Linked DNA regions of Mus musculus: region 2 is linked to region 1. A link is a contact called in public promoter capture Hi-C data. All regions are on one chromosome and are shown on one strand. The core of a region is the stretch at or near the end of the contact, and the rest is flanking DNA. Distances in the headings are between cores, read along the strand shown. Region 1 holds the start of Grik5 (glutamate receptor, ionotropic, kainate 5 (gamma 2)). Region 2 holds the start of Kmt2b (lysine (K)-specific methyltransferase 2B).

What was found. Promoter capture Hi-C pulls out the DNA fragments that hold promoters and counts their contacts.
Region 2: a contact with region 1 is called in a promoter capture Hi-C map of frontonasal cranial neural crest. The contact joins the promoter of Kmt2b here to the promoter of Grik5 in region 1.

The regions. Positions count from the first base shown.
Region 1 is chr7:25,068,705-25,075,891 of GRCm38.p6, reverse strand. Grik5 (glutamate receptor, ionotropic, kainate 5 (gamma 2)) reads left to right here and starts at 3,523. Exons shown (of 20, transcript NM_008168.2): 1 at 3,523-3,852. It also overlaps a transcript of Zfp574 not described here.
Region 2 is chr7:30,583,785-30,590,567 of GRCm38.p6, reverse strand. Kmt2b (lysine (K)-specific methyltransferase 2B) reads left to right here and starts at 1,842. Exons shown (of 37, transcript NM_029274.2): 1 at 1,842-2,213; 2 at 3,241-3,313; 3 at 3,539-5,574; 4 at 5,762-5,875; 5 at 5,969-6,119; 6 at 6,372-6,651. The coding sequence starts at 1,851. It overlaps Zbtb32 (zinc finger and BTB domain containing 32), which reads left to right. Exons shown (of 6, transcript NM_021397.2): 5 at 48-212; 6 at 361-887. The coding sequence ends at 638. Gm32082 (a long non-coding RNA gene) reads right to left here and starts at 1,789. Exons shown (of 3, transcript XR_003946734.1): 1 at 1,249-1,789; 2 at 963-1,049; 3 at 209-354. It overlaps Mir3569 (microRNA 3569), which reads right to left and starts at 1,188; the gene lies at 1,131-1,188.

The DNA of each region.
Region 1 (7,187 bases), core at 2,274-4,773:
GTTGTCACCATGTGTGTGCCCTCCTTTGGATGTCTAGCTGGATGTCTTCTTACTGGACTCCCTAGCAAGTATACCTACATGTTCTAACTAGGCTGCTTATCCTGGCCCTGGTACTTCTTAGCTGTGACTTTGGGCAAAACAACTCCACTCTGTCTCAGGTTTAGTTTTTTTTGTTGTTGTTGTTGTTGTTTTGGTTTTTTTTAGTTCTTCGAGACAGGGTTTCTCTGTATAGCTCTGGCTGTCCTGGAATTCACTTTGTAAAACAGGCTGGCCTTGAACTCAGAAATCCACCTGCCTCTGCCTCCCGAGTGCTGGGATTAAAGGTGTGCGCCACCATACCCGGCTTTTGTTTTTGTTTTTATCTCTGAAAAGGGATGCTAGTCTTTGTCCCGGGTTTTCGAGACACTAAGTAAATACTGCTATATAGAAATTAATTTTTGTTGGGCAGTGGTGGCACACACCTTTCCAGCACTTGGCAGAAGCAGGTGGATTTCTGAGTTAAAGGCCAGCCTGGTCTACAGAGTGAGTTCCAGGACAGCCAGGGCTACACAGAGAAACCCTGTCTGACACCCCCCCCCCAAAAAAGAAAATAATTGTTGAGACAGCATCTCTATGTAACCCTGAAACTCGTATGTAGTCCAGGCTGGTCTCAAGAGATCCCCCTGCTTCTGTCTGCCTGCTGGGATTAATGGCATGCATCACTACACATGGCTCGAGGACTTACTTTTAGTATCTGATTAGTATCTTGAGGTGCCTAGTGGTAACTGACATCCAAGTGTGTTAGGTGACAATGGAAATTCTGCCCAGTGCTTTTCATTCATTATTTAATTCTACCAGTCCTCTCAGAGACAGTTACCATGAGGTGCTAAGAAACAGGCCGGGAGAAGTCATGTGTCCAGGTTCCCACGGGGAGAGAAGAAAGCCATCATTCCACCCCAAGAGATGGTTCCCTAGGTCTATACTCAGTTCCCCGGTGGGTGGATTGTTTGGGATCAAAGGGTGAATGGTTGACTTCAGGAAGAGCAAAGCAAAGGATGGGGGAAGGGAAAGGGGGAAGGGGAAGACAGCAGATTTTTAAAGTAAAAGATTAAGGTAGGAGGTAGTGAGCCCTAAGGTTTGGGCCTAGCTGTTTGCTAGTGTAGTTTGGATTTGCCCTTGGGGTGAAATCGCCTGTGTAGGAGCCCAAGTGCAGACCAGACTGAGCTCTTGGCAGGCTCTGGGCCTGCAGGTAGTGTTTTGTTCCTGCTGAGGCCCCCTTTTCCCTCTTGAGGTCCCAGCTTAGCTTCTCAGGCTCCTCTCTCTAAAACCGCTCGGGCATCCCAACTTAATTTGGGCTGCCTACGTCCTTTCTCTGCAGAGGAAACCTGTTCGGGTCAGACACTGTGCTGTGGTAGCACTGGACTGGACCTTTTGGGACAGATTATGTTTAGAGAGGGTGGATAATACCATCCCTGGATCAGCAAAGATACGGAGAGGCAGGCATGAAGTACTGGCCTCAGGCTTGGCTAGAACGGAATGTGGGTGTTAAGGAGACTGTGGATGTTAACCCTAGAAGGATAAAGAGGCATGGACAAGTTTGGTGGTCCTACAGGGTCAGATATATTATGTCACATGTTGTTGGGCATGTCCCACGAAGTCAGAGCTCACCAAGCCAGACCTGCAATACTCTGAGTTGCCACGTGCCAACTGTGTGTGCGAGGCATGTGGTCACATGTGCTGGGGGCTGCACGTGAGAGTGTCAGTGTCTCCTCCCCATCACGAGCATGGGGGTGGTGGTGAGTCACGGGCTCAGCCTTCAGCGCCAACTGTCATGTTCCTTCCCCCCAAATTTCACCCCCCAACACACACACCCAGCCCTGCACCACCCACCCCCACTTGAAGATCTGTGTGGATTTTCTGTTCCATCCCCCTGCCCTTCTGGGCTTTCTCAGGGAGACGGCAGTATTCCTTAAGAAAGGGTGCTTCTCTCAGCTCTGCCATCTTGTCACCCCCTCCCACTGCCTCACTGCTCAGGTGACTAAAAGATGAGGGCCTCTTCTGGCTTCCCACTCATCTCCACGGGTCCCCAGGAGTTCTCTGTGCACAATGGAGAATCCCTTCCTCCCCTCAACATCTTGAGCCCGTTTCCAGAGGCTTCCCAGTTCTATGTCTCCCAGCTTGCCATGCCTGCCTCAGTGGTCCTCTCATGTCTATGAGCCACGTGACTGTCTCTGTGGGTCTCCTGTACCCATGGGGCTGTCTCCATCAGGAGACCTCTCCTAGCTTACTGGGCCCCGTGTATGCTTCCTGGTTGCTCCTTCTGTGTATGGCTCCCTATTCTGAGGAGTCTTTCTGTCTCTGGCCTCTGCCACCTTCAAACACCTCTGTGTCCTATATGCTGTTCTCTTGTCCTCAGGTGGCTTGCTTTTCCATGGCTGGCTTTCCTTGGCCTTGTGGAGTTTGTGGGCCTTGGCCCACCTCTCTTGGGTCTTGATGGCTGGCTGTCTCTTTCCCTGCATTTTTCTCCATCTCTGTAGTCCTCTCTCCCCATCTCTAGGCCCTTCCCTCAGTTCTCCCCACCAATGCCTCTCAGCTCCATGGGCTCCAGAATCCTGGGCTGCCTGGGCAGGGCGGTGGCATGGTGTGGTTGGAGGGGGTGGCCCCGGGGGTTGGCCCTTCATCCAATGCAGCTCGCTCTTCTCATCAGCATTCTCCTCGCAGGGCCCCCCAGCCCGACCAATACGATCTCCCCCTCCTCTGCTTCCCTCCCTCCTTGCTCCCTGCCTGCCTGCCTCCCTCCCTCCTGCCCGCCCTCCTCCCTGCCTCCCTCCCTTCATCTCTCCCCTCCACCACCACCACCACCACCATCACCACCACCACCACCACCACCACCACCCCACCCCCCCGCGCTCCAGGACTCAGCGCGGGCGGGCGGGCAGGCGGCGGCCTAGGAGGGGAGAAGGAGCAGTGGCGGCAGCGGTAGTAGCGGCCGGCAGCAAGGAGGCAGGCCCGGCTGGGGACACGGAGCCGCCAGCGGCTGCCGCTCACAGGGGACCAGAGTGTGCGGCCAGGCCCTCCCACCGAGAGCCGGCGGGCCCCGGGACACCCCACCCTCCTCCGCCTTCCCGTTCCACCTGCTTCTCTCCATCCTCTCCTCCCACCTCATCTCGCCACCTCGTCTGCCTCCCTTCTTGGTCTCACCAGGGCTGCCAGTTGCTCTGTCCTCGCTAGCCCCTTCATTGACCGGCCTCTCCTGGCCCTCAAGCATGTTTTTCCCGTGGGGACTGAGGGGTTGAGGACTCCCGGCCCTAGCCTCATCCAGGGCAGGGCCAAGGCTCTGGGGGGAGGGGGGGGAAGGGGGCGGCCCCCTCCCCCCCAGCAGGCCCTCCCCTCCCCCACTTCCCCCCGATGGCTGGCTTTCTTTTCTCCACCCAGTCCTCACCCCCAGTGCCCCCCCCAGGCCGGCCCGGCTAGGGGAGGGGGCGGGGGCCCTTTCCTGGGCCGGCTTCCCCCTCCCCCGGCTTTGCCTGTGCCCCCCTCCCTTCCGTTTTCACCTTCCTCTCCTCCTTTCCTCCCTCCTTCCCCTCCGTTTGCTCCTTCCCCCTCTCCTCTCTCCCCTTCTCTCCTCCATTTTCTCCTTTCCCCTTCCTCCCCTCCTGGCCCGCCCTTTGCTTTTCCACCTGTCCTTCCTCCCCGCTGCTGGGGAGACACCGTTTTGGATTAGTTGGGGGCCACCGCCGGCGGCGGGGGAGGGGGCCCAGTGGACTGCCCTCTCCCCCGGCCCCAGCCTCACCAGCACCCAGCATCGGAGCACCTCCTGGTTGTCGTTCCTCGGGCCTCGAGGGAGCCCAGCCCTCCGTCCCACCAGGATCCGTAAGTGTCTGCAGGGCGGGGATTGGGCTGGGTCCTGGGTCCTGGAAGGCCAGGCTCCCTGTCCGGCTGGCGGGGGCCCCCACAGTCCCTGCTCCCCGTGGATGGCAAGGAACCTATTTCTCGCTGCTTTGTGCCCTCCCTCTCAACCTCTCATTCTCCACGACCTCTTCTTTTCTCACCCTTACTTCTGGGTACACACCTCACACCTGCCCTCAGTCCCAGCTTTCCGGGGTCCTGTGGTAGCCAGCTCACTTCACTGGCTCCTGGATTGTCCCTCCTCCAAGCTTTGGGTCCCAGACCCACACTGGCTCCTGACTTCTTGTGTGTTGTTGTGTGTTGGGTTCTCTCTCTCTCTCTCTCTCTCTCTCTCTCTCTCTCTCTCTCACCTCTTTCACTAAGCCTTACCATAGGCCCGGCCCCATTGCACCTTCTGTCTGTCTTCTGGAGATGCCTTTACATTTTCAAGTCTGTATTTCGCCTGTCTCCCAGGCCTGTCCAACTCTGCCCAACTTCTCTGTTCTCCGCTGTTCTCCTAAGCCAGGCTCTGCATCTGACTCTGATGAGACACTAGTTCTCATCTAGTCTTCTTCCCACTCTGTCTTTCCATTCTTTGCCTGATCCTCTCCACCTCCAGCCTCTATCTCTCACTTTTCTGCTTCCCTCCCCCAGACCCCACTGTGGGCCCCTAGTCATCCCCATCTACTGCTCTCTGTCCCTGGCTTCTGCCCGGGTTCTTCCACCCACCATCCCAGTCTCTCCACTTCTGGACCACACCACCTGGCCTTTTAGCTTCCATCCCTCCCAGTACCCGTGGGCTGGGGACTCTGGGATCCTCTGTGTATGCTGCTATGCCCTTCCAGGGCATCCGCTTTGACTCAGTTTCCCTCCTGGCTCATCCTCTCTCTCGCTTGTGTGGTCAGCCCTCTCCCTGTGCGCTTCTTCTTCAAGCCTTTTCATCCTGGATTCTGCCCCTCTGGCCTCAGCCTCTTTAGGCTGCTGTGCGCTTGTCCCTAGCTCACACTCTCTGTGTGTCTGTCTCAGGCTGTGGTTGTTTGTTTGTTCTGCTTTTGGAGACAGGGTTTCCTATAGCCCAGGCTAGCCTGGAACTCACCAAGGAGCTGGGTCTGGCTTTGAACTCCTGACCCTCCTGCCTCTGTCTACTGATAGCTGGTATTACAGGTGTGTGTCAGCACACCCTGCTGGCCCCTTGGTTGTTATACTTGTTGTTATTCATCTTTGGGCCCCCTCTCTTCTCCTGTCTGCCTCCTGTCCTTTGCACGTGTCTCCCCTTGCCCATCTCTCCTCCAACCTGTAGGACCTGGCCCACTCTCCTCAGCCCCCCCCCCCCCCCCCATTGCTGGCACTGTTTCCGTGCGTCTGTATCTGCCAGGCCTGAGTCTCAGGTCTGTGAGTCCTGAACTGACCTGACCCTGCTCCTCCTTGCACTTCCCATCCGCTTCTCTAGCATCTCTTTGTTTTTGAGACAGGGTTCAGGATGCAACATAGGCTAGCCTCAAACTCACAGTGATTCCCCTGCCTCCAGACTGCAGGAATTACATCCTGGTGTGAATGTCCTACTTAGTGTCTGTCCTTTTCCCCCACTTAGCTGTGGTCAGCACTTTGGGGGGCTGCCTTTCTGTGCATGGACCTCTGTGTTCTTCACTCCCCATAGACTCTCTCTGCACTGTGCCTCTGTCCTTTCACTCTCCATAGACCGTCTCTGCACTGAGCCTCTGTCTTTTGGTTCCCATTTGTGTCTGCCACCTGTGGGTCTCTGCCCTTCTGCCCTGCCTCAGTCTATTTGTTTGTAGTCCCTGATCCCCATTTGTTCCAGATGTCCCAGGATGAACCCCCTTCCCTCCTGCCCTTCCCCTTGAGAACTCTCCTTTTAGCTCTCCCAGAATTCCTTGCTCCTCTGTCCTGGTCAAGCCTCCACATTAGATCTAAATTGCAGTCTGCAGCCACCAGTCTGTTGAGCATGCCCTTGTATCCCTCAGGCTCTCCTCACCAAAGGCTGAGGGGTGTGGAGGAGGACTTTCTCAAGGTCAGTGAAATAGAGGCAAGTGTGGGACTGATTAAGGCAACCTTTCTCCTTGGCCTGAACTTTTCTGGCCAGAGAGGCCAAATCCAAGCCTTGGCTTGTGACTCTGCCCTTTCTTGGGAGTGCTTTCCATGGCCCCAGGTGGGATGTCAGGGGACACTAGACACATGTCACAGTGCTCTGGGCTCTGCAATAACCCTCTTTCATTGGAACATGGTCTACAACCAGGTCCAGGGATCCGTGTGCACATCTGGCAAAGCACATCCCGCCCAGCAGTTACACTGCCAAAGGCCTGGAGTGCCCAGAACACTCCAGGAGCTGAACTCCCCGGGGCTGGACCTGTAAGGAGAAGTCATGTACCCGTACTCGATCCCTAGAACAGGGTACAGGCAGGGTTTCAGTACCCACTTCCTGCAGTCAGCCTTCCAGCTTTCTGTCCTTCCCACCAGACGCTCTGGTCTCCCGAGTCAGTCTGTGCCTCTCCCTGTTCTCCGGCTTTCTCTTCCGTCACTCACCCACTCCCATGCACTGATAGCCCCTTGTTTGGTCTTGCCCTGCTCCCTTTCTCTGGTGTCTGTCCTTTATGTCCACATCTCCCAGTCAGCCCCTTCCCTGTCTCTCCCAGTCCTGTCTCTGATTTCCTTCAACTTTTGTTCGCTCTCTGTTTTCAGCCGTTTCTGCCATCCTTCTGTGCTTTCATATCTGCCTGTTTTCCGTTCCTTTCTCACATTCTGAGTCCCAGCATCTCTCCTTTGCAGCCTCTCATCAGATACTTTTTCTTTTTTCTTTTTTTTCCCCTGTTGTTCTCTTTCTTCTGTACTCTCTTTTTAGGTTCTTTGCTATGTCCCTCCCTCCCTCCCTCCCTCCCTCCCTCCCTCCCTCCCTCCCTCCCTCTCTCCCTTGCTCCTTCTCTCCCTTCCTCCCCCTCACCAAGTTTCCCAATTCTGAGATTCTTTCACCTGTCAGACCCTGGGTGTCCAGGCCTCTCTCCCATGGGATTGTGGGAACCAGGGACGTCAGGAAGGTGGCAAGTGAGGCTTGGGATGGGGTTGCCTAGCAACCACTGCATCCTCTCCAGCCAGTTTCTGTTGCCTAGTAACAGCTGCCTGCCCAGAGACAGAGGCGGGACTGGGGTGGTGGTAGCACTTTTCAGTTTCCTGTTGGGGTGGGGCTGGTCCCCAGGTTCACTCCTACTTGAAATTTCTAGTAATGCCTGTCCTATCTGTGACCTCTGACCTTTCCATCTTCCAGAGCTCAGGACTATATGAGCTTGGTGTCCCCAGCAAGCTGAGCC
Region 2 (6,783 bases), core at 593-3,092, 5.5 Mb before region 1:
GGCCTCAGGGATTCTGTCTGGGTCACGCCATTTCTCTGTCCACACAGGCACACTGGCAACCTGTGTGAGTCAGGAGCGCACACTGAACTGCCCATCTCACCAACACCCTCCTTTACCCTCTCCTGCTCGCTCTCGGCCCTATTCTTGCTCTGTGTGTGGAAAGAGGTTTTCACTCAAGCATCAGATGGAGACACATTACCGAGTCCACACAGGTATGGGCATCCTGCCCAGTGTGAATTTATCTTTTTCGTTTCCATCGCCGGCCTGCCAGCTCCTCCCTTGCCCTATTGCTCGACGCACCCCTAGCTTGGAGAGCCTTCGCCCATTTCTTCCTTCTCTGGCTTTCTCCTCCACCTGTAGGAGAGAAGCCCTTCTCCTGTAGCCTCTGTCCTCAGCGCTCCCGGGATTTCTCTGCCATGACCAAGCACCTGAGGACACATGGGGCTGCTCCCTATCGATGCCCTCTGTGCAGGGCTGGCTGCCCTAGCCTGGCCTCCATGCAGGCGCACATGCGTGGCCACTCGCCCAGCCGGCTGCCGCCTGGATGGACCATACGCTCCACCTTCCTCTACTCTTCCTCGAGGCCGACCCGGGCCTCCAGCTCTCCCGGTAGTCCTACCTCCTCTGCTGCCACCTGACCGGGTGTTGGTAGCTTCTCTGGCTTGACAAAGAGTCCAAAGAATGAAAGGCAGAAGGGCTCAGCTAGGGCGGCCTGGCAAATTTAACCACAGAAGAACTGCGAGACAGGAGCTACGAACCCTTCCGGGACAAGCGAGTTGCAGAAGCCTCGGCCTGGCGAGCCCGAGTTAAAGGACAATTAACTCGGTGAAGATTAACTGGGGACTGTCAATTTCATCACTATAATAAAGTTTCCTGTGCTCCAGTCAGGACGAGTCCAGACTTTTCCTCTGTGCTAGGGGGTTTCCACCCTTGCCCTGTAGCGGCCCCTGCTGGCCATTCACCATTCAATAAACAGAGGGTCACACTTCTCCTTCCGGGGGGCTTCGTATAATTCCCGAGGGCAGCACGCGGCAAAGGCGCTCCAGACCCTGCGGGAGAGGAAAGGTGGCTTTGAGGCGCCCCAAGACTCTGGTTCCTCCCACAGCAATCTACCGCGCGCGTAGTCTAGGGCTGGAGAGGAGCGCAGACTGAGGTCCGGATTTCGACCACCGGTCTGCTCTCCTCCGAGTAAGGGACGGAAGACTAGCCTCTCCAGCATCTCCCCTCCGCGCCGGGCAATGCGGCTACCGGGTTGCGCCTGGAAGTGAGACTAATCCAGCGCCGCCGCCCTCCCCTCAGCCAACGCCTAGCGCAATAGCTAACTTCGTCTACTGTGTGTCCGTCGGGTTCCCAGGGTCCGAAGCCAACGGTACCCTGGGAAGGACCCTGGGAATGGTAGTCCATGCAGGTCGCTAGTTCCGACTAGAACAATGGGAGGAGTCTGAGCCGGGAACCACACCTCCTGGAGACCAGGAACTGGTTCTCCTGGTCTCTGTCGCCAACCCGGTATTCCCAGTTCTCGCGCCCCAGCTGTCGGCGGAAGGAGCAAGGCGACTGGACTACATTCCCCAGAAGACCTTGCGCCTCCCGCTCTCAGGCCGCGACGCGGGGTCCGCTCTTCAGGTGCGGCTGGAGGGTGACGGCCGACCGGCCCAGGACTCCTGCTCCCGTGGTGCCCCGCGCGTGGCCAGCCCAGCCCCCGGCTCCTGCCCGCCCCACAGCGGCGCTGGTTGTTGTCGTGAGCCGCAGCCGCCCCGCTTTGCCCCTCCTCCCCTCCTCTCCCCTCCCCCCCGGCCCTGCGCACGGGCTGCCCCTCCCCCCGCCTCCCCGGCCCCTCTCACGGTGCCAAGATGGCGGCGGCGGCGGGCGGCGGCAGTTGCCCCGGGCCTGGCTCCGCACGGGGCCGCTTCCCGGGCCGGCCGCGGGGTTCCGGCGGGGGCGGGGGCCGCGGCGGCCGAGGCAACGGAGCCGAAAGAGTGCGGGTAGCCCTGCGGCGCGGTGGCGGCGCGGCGGGGCCGGGAGGAGCCGAGCCCGGGGAGGACACGGCCCTGCTCCGTTTGCTGGGTCTTCGCCGGGGCCTGCGCCGGCTCCGCCGCCTGTGGGCTGGTGCGCGAGTTCAGCGAGGCCGAGGCCGCGGCCGGGGACGGGGCTGGGGCCCGAACCGAGGCTGCATGCCGGAGGAAGAGAGCAGTGACGGGGAATCCGAGGAGGAGGTGAGGCGGTCGGAGGTGTCTCTAGCGCCGGGTAGGGCGGAGGCCAGGGGCTTGCAGGGCTCCGGATAGCTCCGAAGGGTGTTGTGGACAAGTGGGATTCTCGGGGCTCCTGGAAAGAAGCACGAAGGAAGCAGGCTGCGTGGAGCGTTTGGGTAGCTAGGGCCTTTGAAAGTGATCAGAGAAACCCTGACTGCAGCTAGACGCCTGGAGCCCAATTGGTGTCCTGAGCTGATCTTTCGCGGTAGCAATGGCAGAGCAGGACAGGAGTGGGTGAAGAGGCCATAGGGATTGCATGCCGGACCAGCGGTGGTTGACAGCAGCAGCGTGGCCTTAATTGACCAAGGCTAGAGAGCCTCCTGGGCTCTTACTTGCAGGCTGCCTCCTTGGCCCTTAAAATCCGCGACATATCCCTGCCCTGGTTCCACCAGGGCCCCAGTTGCTCTCTGGTTCTAAGGTAGAGTGGTGGAGGCTTCTTAGGCGCGGGTTGAAGAGGGATAGAATGAATGCTGAGTCTTGAATCTGGAGTGAGTGCAGTCATGGTTTATCCCTCTCAGCCTTTTGGAGAAGGCAGGAGGGTGTGGATTCTATTGCTTAGGAGAGCTAGCTGTCCTCTGAGGGCTCAGAGTGGATTCTAATATGATAAACCATCTGCTCCACCTCTCATCTCCCCCAAACACTCCCCATTTTTAAGAATGCCCTGCAAGGGTGTAAATGGAGGACCTACTTTGTTTTAAGTTGGAATTAGCCCTCATTGTAATGCCTATTGCTTAACTCGAGGAGACCCTCTAGTGTTTTCTTCTGGGCTAGTGAATTACTGATGGCTGTGCTGGAATGGTCTGGTTCAAGAACGCCTTGTACCTTTATTCCTTCTGACCTTGCCTCAGTCTTTTAAGTTCTTTGGTAAATGAGGAGGAGTATGTTAAGGTGGACGATAACTATCATATCTGCAACACCTGAAGCCCAGATGGAACCAGGGCTTTGGTACTGACTGCTGTTTCTCCCCTTCACCCTTGGTCCCCTAAATCAGGAGTTTCAGGGTTTTCATTCAGATGAAGATGTGGCCCCCAGTTCCCTGCGCTCTGCGCTTCGGTCCCAGCGAGGTGAGTGATGGGGAAACTCTACCTCTCTAGTGTTGCGGGAAGGTTCTTGCCCTTTGTGTTCAGCTAGTCTCTACCAGTTACTGAGTGTCCTGTGTTCAGTCCAAGGTAGCCTGGGCTGTGGGGAAAAACAGACAAGTAAGACTTAGTATCCTGTCTTTCTGGGGTGCTTTTCTTAAGACTGAAGGGCCAGTTTGACCCATCTCCCCACAACTGTTCTCCTTTTAGGTCGAGCCCCTCGGGGTCGGGGCCGCAAGCATAAGACGACCCCCCTTCCTCCTCGCCTAGCAGATGTGACTCCTGTCCCCCCAAAGGCCCCTACTCGGAAACGGGGTGAGGAGGGCACAGAACGGATGGTGCAGGCACTGACTGAACTTCTCCGGCGGTCCCAAGCACCCCAACCCCCCCGGAGCCGGGCACGGGCACGTGAACCCTCTACTCCCCGACGGTCTCGGGGAAGGCCCCCAGGACGGCCAGCCGGTCCCTGCCGGAAAAAGCAGCAAGCAGTAGTGTTAGCAGAAGCGGCTGTGACAATCCCTAAACCCGAGCCTCCGCCCCCTGTGGTTCCAGTAAAGAACAAAGCTGGCAGTTGGAAATGCAAGGAGGGACCTGGTCCAGGACCTGGAACCCCCAAACGTGGAGGACAGCCTGGGAGAGGAGGCCGTGGAGGCAGGGGCAGAGGCCGAGGCGGACTTCCCCTTATGATCAAGTTTGTTTCCAAGGCCAAGAAAGTGAAGATGGGACAATTGTCCCAGGAACTAGAATCAGGTCAGGGTCATGGTCAACGTGGGGAAAGCTGGCAGGATGCCCCCCAAAGAAAAGATGGAGATGAACCAGAAAGGGGCTCGTGTAGAAAGAAACAGGAGCAGAAACTGGAGGAGGAGGAGGAGGAGGAGGAGAAGGAGGGAGAAGAGAAGGAAGAAAAAGATGACAATGAGGATAACAACAAGCAAGAGGAAGAGGAGGAGACTGAGAGAGCTGTGGCTGAGGAAGAAGCGATGCTAGCCAAGGAGAAGGAAGAGGCAAAGCTTCCGTCACCACCCTTGACTCCTCCAGTCCCTTCACCACCTCCTCCTCTACCACCCCCTTCAACATCTCCTCCACCTCCAGCATCCCCTCTACCACCCCCAGTTTCTCCTCCTCCCCCACTTTCCCCTCCCCCATATCCAGCCCCAGAGAAGCAGGAAGAGTCTCCTCCTCTTGTCCCAGCTACATGCTCTAGGAAGAGGGGCAGGCCTCCCCTGACTCCTAGCCAGCGGGCAGAGAGGGAAGCTGCTCGGTCAGGACCAGAGGGCACCCTTTCTCCCACTCCAAACCCTAGCACCACCACAGGAAGCCCTTTGGAAGACAGTCCTACTGTGGTCCCCAAAAGTACCACCTTTTTAAAGAATATACGGCAGTTTATTATGCCTGTAGTGAGTGCTCGCTCCTCCCGTGTTATCAAGACACCCCGGCGATTTATGGATGAAGATCCTCCCAAACCTCCAAAGGTGGAGGCTTCTATTGTTCGACCTCCTGTTGCAACCTCCCCACCTGCTCCCCAGGAACCAGTACCAGTCTCCTCTCCACCTCGTGTCCCAACTCCCCCATCTACCCCAGTCCCACTCCCTGAGAAGAGGCGGTCTATCCTAAGGGAACCCACATTTCGCTGGACCTCACTAACCCGGGAGCTGCCGCCACCTCCACCTGCTCCTCCACCAGCCCCATCTCCACCACCTGCCCCTGCCACTCCCTCCCGGAGGCCCTTGCTCCTTCGGGCCCCTCAGTTTACCCCAAGTGAAGCCCACCTGAAGATCTATGAATCGGTGCTTACCCCTCCTCCTCTTGGGGCTCTTGAAACCCCTGAGCCAGAGCTGCCTCCTGCTGATGACTCTCCAGCAGAGCCTGAGCCTAGGGCAGTGGGGCGGACCAATCACCTCAGCTTGCCTCGCTTTGTCCCTGTGGTCACCAGTCCTGTTAAGGTTGAGGTGCCCCCCCATGGAGCTCCAGCTCTGAGTGAAGGCCAGCAGCTTCAGCTCCAGCAGCCCCCGCAGGCCTTGCAGACCCAGCTCCTACCCCAGGCACTACCACCACAGCAACCACAAGCGCAGCCACCTCCATCACCACAACACACACCACCACTGGAAAAGGCCCGTGTTGCAAGTCTGGGTTCCCTGCCACTATCTGGGGTGGAGGAGAAAATGTTTAGCCTTCTTAAGAGAGCTAAGGTGCAGTTATTCAAGATCGATCAACAGCAACAGCAGAAAGTGGCGGCTTCAATGCCGGTGAGTGTGTTACTTTGAGCAAGTCCCTGCACTCAGTCTAGATAAGTGTTTAGCCGGACATGCAGGACCAGTTTCCCTTTTACCTCCCAATTGTTTCTACCCTGACCCTATCCCTTCCCTCTCCTATTCCCCTGTTCCCACTGGTCTTCACTTTGCAGCCCCTGACCCTGTTAATTTCCCCCACCAGCTAAGCCCTGCAGTACAAACCGAGGAGGCTGTGGGGACTGTCAAACAGACCCCGGACAGAGGCTGTGTCAGGTCTGAAGATGAATCCATGGAAGCTAAGAGAGATCGAGCCTCGGTATGCAGTGAGAGGAGGGTCTTCTGAAGAAGGCTGGCTGCAGAACCACATGGAACCATTTCCCACACCTCTTCCTGGTTTTTCCTCTCTCAGGGCCCTGAGTCACCTTTACAAGGCCCCCGAATCAAACATGTCTGCCGTCACGCTGCTGTGGCCTTGGGTCAGGCTCGGGCCATGGTGCCTGAAGATGTACCCCGCCTCAGTGCCCTCCCTCTCCGGGATCGGCAGGACCTCGCCACTGAGGGTAGGGGACTTGAGTAGTGGGAGGCTTGAGGACAAATAAGGTTTGTGCATGAGCAAGAGTACCAGGGAGCTGAGCAGAGGAATTGGATGGGGCTTAGGGGGCAGATGGGTTGCAGTGCTGCTAGGTCTTGGACAGATCTGGTTAGGTCCAGAATACCTAGAGTCAGTGTGGAAAAGCAGAGGGAAAGTAGGGAAATGAGGTAGGATACCTAGTGGCTTTGTGGCTCTGTCTCCCCTCCATCTGCTGCAATAGATACGTCATCAGCATCAGAGACTGAGAGTGTCCCTTCCCGATCCCAGCGGGAAAAGGTGGAATCTGCAGGGCCTGGGGGAGACTCGGAGCCTACAGGGTCTACAGGGGCCCTGGCCCACACACCACGGCGGTCACTGCCATCCCACCATGGCAAGAAGATGAGAATGGCTCGTTGTGGGCACTGTCGGGGTTGCTTGCGTGTGCAGGACTGTGGCTCTTGTGTCAACTGCTTGGATAAACCTAAATTTGGGGGTCCCAACACTAAGAAGCAGTGCTGTGTGTAAGTAGCTGGAGTGTAGCCTCTGGTCCCACCTGGGGTTGTCAGTCACCTGAGCCTCTTGTCCCAGCCAGAGCAGTGGGATGGGCATCCTTGTGGAGAGCTTCCTCTCTTCCCCCAGACCACCAGTCCCTA